2 separate regions of the Mus musculus genome follow, and region 1 is linked to region 2. The links are chromatin contacts, called in public HiChIP or PLAC-seq maps. All regions are on one chromosome and are shown on one strand. The core of a region is the stretch at or near the end of the contact, and the rest is flanking DNA. Distances in the headings are between cores, read along the strand shown.

Region 1 (2,700 bases), core at 104-2,603, 670 kb after region 2:
CGTCTGTCTTGTATTTTTTTTTTTTATTAACTGCATTGAGATGTAATTTACATAGTATAAAATTCACTCAGAATCTTACTAATGCCTTCTTGCCTCTCACACTTGGTAAGTGAAGGTCATTTTTTTTTCCCTGATGGTGAAACTGGGAAGAAAATTGAAGTAGCACATTGCTGAGTCTAAAACAGAAAATGGACCCTTCCAGCCTCATTTACCAGGTTTTGTCTTCCTGCCTCATTTTCCAGCTGTAGCACCAAGCAAATGAACATCTCTGAACCCTGGATCCTGATGTATAAAATTTCACAAATACAATATTGGACCCTCTCAGGGTGAAATAAGATGGCCTGGTAAAGGATCCAGCTGGAGAGGCAGTGCTGTTAAAACAAGGTTGGTTCCCTCCATCCTATGCCTTGCTTACCTCGGGCTAGCAAAAAGCATGTCTGTTTTTCACCATTTGTTCTGAGCATATTTTTTAAAATACCCAACCTGCCTGCATCCTTAGCTACCTCATTCTGTGATTTAGCATCCCTGACAATTGATACAGATCTGGCCCCTCCTTCTACTCCGCCTTCAGCACAAGCGTTTGCCTTCCATCCTTTGAAATGTGCCTGTTAGAAAGAACACCCCCGCCCCCATCCCTGGAGAACCGCGGGCTCTCCTCCGTTGCTATTCCCTTTCTTCTGCGCCCAAAGTATTGTGGACCAAAATCTTATTATCCCAAACCCCTGTTCTTTGAAAAAAGGTTTCCCCTATTTTTTTTTTAAATGCTTTTTCCTTTAAGCCTCTAGTCTCAAATCATCTATCTTTTCTTTGGTCTGTTTCTAAAGTCCTCCGGCGCCCGTATTCTATGTGTCTCGCATGTACTGCTTCCCAGCGACCCACCGGTTCTTCCCCTGGAGTCACATTACATCAGCTTCACTAATGCACTCCGTATCAGATGTTTTATTCTAGGCAGTCCATTAAAAACCGAGCCTGGACACAGGTTGAATTTAACATGGAGGACAGATTGTCTAAGGTTAAGTACAAACTGTTCCGAGATGGGCGGGGGGGGGGAGGGAGGAAGACCGACAAATATTTATATTCATATTAAACACTACATATACCTGTTGATTTTGTGCTTTTTTTTCTCTCTCTCTCAATGTTTCAGAGACCCTCGAGCTTTGGAGTGATTGAGACGACAGAGGAGGGTTTCCAGAAATTTCGCTCCAAATTGAAAGCTCCCTCAAATAGGCTGCTTCATGCGCTCAAGGAACACCCACCAACAAAACCCATCTCCACAACCACCAGATTAGCTCACCGGCGAGTGAGACTGCAAGGTTTGGGGGCTTGGCTTGTACCATTCTGTGCGGTGCATGGGGGAGTTCGAGCCCTCTTGGCCTTCCTCCTCTGCTTGTTTCTGCTCCCGTCTCCCCTGCTCAGGCTTTCCCAGTGAGCGAGGCCGGCGCTTTATAACAGCAGCCTGGGCGGCTCCACCGGCTGTTTTTTCGGCTCCTCGGGTTTGTGTCTGCAGGTGCCATCCGCGAAGATGCAGCTGAAGCCGATGGAGATTAACCCCGAGGTAAGCATAGCTGCTGGGTCGCTTCGGGAGAAATAAGGCTGACCCTTAGCTACAGCTCGGTAGCTGAATCATTTAGTTTTATTATCATTTTCCTCTTTGCTTTTGGCTTTCAGATGCTGAACAAAGTGAGTGGCGCGGCGCGCAGTCTCTGTCCCTATCCTCCAAGAGCATCGTTGGAGACGCCCAGCCGGCCGCGCCCTGTGCAATGGAGGTGGCTGGGCTGGGGCGCCCAGCTGGGTGTCGTCTCTGCCCTGAGTTATCTAGGGGTTTGGGAGTGACTGAGAGATCGATCACGGGGAGGTGGCGGAGGATGGACCCGGACAGCAACGAGCGCGGGGAGCAGCTCTCGAGGGCGTGGCGACGGCCCGCGGACTCTAGTCCGAGGGCTTCGCGCGAGCCACGTGTGGGCTGAGCTTTGTGCTGTGTCACTGCGCGGCACGCAGGGTGGGACGGCGCGGAGGCTCCTCCCAGACTCGGGTGGGGACCCGTGTGTGTGTGTTTGGTGGGGGGTTGGGGAGTGGGAGGGCCGCACGAGGGATGCTCGTGCTGGCCCCGCCCCCTAGCAGGTGCCCATTATTTGTCTGGCTTTTTCGGTCTGGCTGCCCTGTCTTTTTCTTGCAGGTGTTGGCCAAGCTGGGGGTCGCCGGCCAGTGGCGCTTCGCCGACGTGCTAGGGCTGGAGGAGGAGACTCTGGGCTCAGTGCCATCCCCTGCCTGCGCCCTGCTGCTCCTGTTTCCCCTCACGGCCCAGGTAGGGAGAGGTCTGTGATGGGCGGGTCTCAGTGGATACGCAGTGTTGTGGAATGAGTTCCTACCTCACGCTGTCCCCTTTTCCTGTAGGGTCCCTGATAAGGATCCCACTTCTTAGGGTGGGAGGTGCTTGCATTTTCATCGGGGCTCTATTGTGATGTCCATTATTGCCTCAATTTGGAAGAGAAGGAGCCCATTGCGTCTAAGTCTTTTTTTCAGTTATCCAAAGAAAGATCTCCAACTTGTTTATTTTGTTTGTTTGTTTACTTATGAGCCTTGCTCCCACTTGCGGATGGCCGGTTTGTTTTTTTTTTTTTTTCCTTTTAAGGGCCGTGAGTGGGTCAGGTCCCTGGTTTGGTTCTGTTGCTCTCTCACCTGACTGTAAACTGATGAGGG
Region 2 (2,700 bases), core at 77-2,576:
GCTAGGAAGAGAACCCAAAGCTCATGAATTTAAAAGCTTGGGGCCTCAGACCCTTTTTTTTTTTTTTTTTGGGTTTTTTGGTTTTTCGAGACAGGGTTTCTCTGTATAGCCCTGGCTGTCCTGGAGCTCACTTTGTAGACCAGGCTGGCCTCGAACTCAGAAATCCGCCTGCCTCTGCCTCCCGAGTGCTGGGATTAAAGGCGTGCGCCACCACGCCCGGCTGGCTCAGACCCTTCTTAATGAGCGAGTTCTCTCAACTGCAGAGCAGCACCTTGGCCTTGACTGACAATAAAAAAAAATTACAGTGGGAAAACAAGGGTGTGCTCAAATAAGTAAAGGAAAAACAAAAAATAAAACAAAACAAAAAGACCAAACAAACAAACAAAACCACCACACATCATGGAAAACGAGCCCTTACACACAGTTCCAAATTTTCCATTCAAACAAACAAACAAACAAACAAACACAAACAAATCTTATGTATAGTCTCATTGACCTAGGATGGTCTGGAGCCACGTATGATGGTGCTTGTCTTTAATACAGCACTTGTGAGGCAGAGGCAGGTGGCTCTGATTGGATTCAGGGTCAGCCTGGTGTACATAGTGAGTTCCAGGACAGCCTGAGCAGCACACTAAGACCCTGCCTCAAAAAAAAAAAAAAAAAAAAAAAAAAAAAAAAAAAAAAAAAGGAAAAGGAAAGGAAAGGAAAGGAAAGGGAAGGGAAGGGAGGGGAGGGGAGGGGAGGGGAGGGGAGGGAAGGAAAAGAACAAGGAATTCTGTAGATGAATCGCCGCCAGTGCTTCCAATCTTCCCCAGGGACAGGTGAGAGAGAATCTTCCCACTTTCAGCCAAGGTCTAGTGTACTACACTCAGAGTGTTCAGCCTGCATGCCATTACTGAGTTACGGACCTCAGGACAGCATGGAGAATTATTCCCATCAGCCTTCAGTCTATCCCTTCATTACCTCTAAGCCAGGAGTCCTAAGCGTTGTCTATAACCTCCCATCTCTTACTTTAGAAAAACCATTTACAGTGCCTCTTTCCTTTTTAAGAAAAAGCTTTTGCCTCATCCAGCCAGTATTCAGGAAAAAAAAGTTGTCTTCTGAAACTGGTGTGTGCGTGTGTGTGTGTATGTGTGTGTGTGTGTGCACGCGTGCCCCCGTGGGCGTGTGTGAAATCTCCCCAAGCCCTACCAGTTTGGGACTAGAATCTCCGGGCCTCAAGCAACCATCGTCCTCCCTGTAAGTCCTCACCTTAGATGGCTTCTATCCCTCTAGGCAGTTTTCGCCACACCCAGATCTTGCCACCTGGTGCTCTGCCTTCTTTTCTAATCCTGGTGCCCCTTGTCCTACAGCTTTGAACTGGGTTCAAGGGGAGGGAATGAAGGAGCCTTCTCAGCTGTCAAAGGTCTTTGCTATCTGAGCGTTGCAAAAGCAAACAGTCTAATCTCTGTGTAGCTAGGCAGGGACAGAGTGAGGCAGACAATCTTGTTTGTCATAGAATAACAGAAGGCTAGAACCGGCCGCCTCTGAGATCTTCCGTCCCAAGATACACAAAGGAGGAAACCAAGACCCAGAGAGAGTGGAGTGGTCTGCCCAAGGTCGCACAGACCTGTTTAATACCTGCAACTTACTCAGCTACTAAATAATTAAGCAATGCTTCTCCCCGCAACAATCTTGCAGGCTAGGTATGGTGATTCATAGACAAGAAGTGGAAGCCGGGTGACTAGCCCAGGTCTCCCCTAGCTAAGCAGGAAGCCAGGTTTCCAACATACTCTTAGCTACCTGTATGAGCCTACATCACAAGAGTTGTGAGCATACCAGACTATCTAAAACAGGATTGGCACTTGACAATTGGTGTTCCCTAAGTGAGTGACCAATATACTGGGGGCGGGGGCGGGGCGAAGCGAAGTGTGGGGTGGGGGTGGGAGTAGGGGAGGGGATGGGAACAACACCTGGGCCCCACAGGCCTCTACGAGGGGGGCTGGGAAATGTTGAGGTTGGATCAGGTGCCAGGCACTGGGCTTTACTTCCTCATTCACTTTATCCCTGGCATTTCGCTGTGGAGGACACAGAAGAGTGAGGAGGTGAACTTCCTCACAAAACTGTGTAAAATCAGAGCAACAGAGCTCTGATGAATAGGATTGAACGGGGTCACGTTCCTCCGCCCCTCTTCCTACCGCCTGCCGCGTCTGTCTTTTCCTCTTCCCAGCGTCCACCAACCCAAGGCTTCACCGCAAAACTGTTGCTAGGTCCTCCTTCCCTTTGTCCCATTAAATGTTCTTTTCTGCAGACCACTCCCTGCCCCAGAGGCTACCTGATAAGCTGATTCCTGAGTGGCTTTCACAGGAAACCTGTTCTCCCTTTAGGTAACCCAGTTGACCTTTAAATGTCAAATCGTCAAGTTTCCAAGCAAACTGAGGAGAATGGGAGTGGGAAGCCAGGCAAGGTGTCACACAAAGTAAGGCTCATTTCCCTGTTCCTCGGTTTGTCCGGAGACTGTTCCTCCTTCCGCAGCCCCGCAGCCCCGAGGAGTTCAGCCCATGCAAAGCATAGAAGTGAAACTTATTTGCATCCTGTTCTCAAACAAAGGCCATACCTGTGGGACATTGGTTAATTCCCAACCACCCCTCCCCTCCCAACTCGGAAAGACTGAGGTCACGGTTCCAGCTTTGGTGCTGTAGGTGAGGTGGGGGGGGGGGT

What was found. HiChIP or PLAC-seq counts read pairs in DNA pulled down with a chosen protein or histone mark.
Region 1: an H3K4me3 HiChIP or PLAC-seq map of embryonic stem cells shows a contact between it and region 2, with 7 read pairs. The contact joins the promoter of Uchl1 here to the promoter of 9130230L23Rik in region 2. A contact is called at or near these places in 6 of 39 promoter capture datasets (the C10 cell line, the SN4741 cell line, embryonic stem cells and 2 more) and 2 of 115 datasets of contacts at active chromatin or transcription factors (embryonic stem cells and pancreatic cancer cells).

The regions. Positions count from the first base shown.
Region 1 is chr5:66,674,768-66,677,467 of GRCm38.p6, forward strand. It overlaps Uchl1 (ubiquitin carboxy-terminal hydrolase L1), which reads left to right and starts at 1,354. Exons shown (of 9, transcript NM_011670.2): 1 at 1,354-1,555; 2 at 1,669-1,680; 3 at 2,177-2,305. The coding sequence starts at 1,523. Uchl1os (ubiquitin carboxy-terminal hydrolase L1, opposite strand) reads right to left here and starts at 1,730. Exons shown (of 5, transcript NR_102714.1): 1 at 1,295-1,730.
Region 2 is chr5:66,002,959-66,005,658 of GRCm38.p6, forward strand. 9130230L23Rik (RIKEN cDNA 9130230L23 gene) reads right to left here and starts at 1,327. Exons shown (of 7, transcript NR_027961.1): 1 at 1,252-1,327.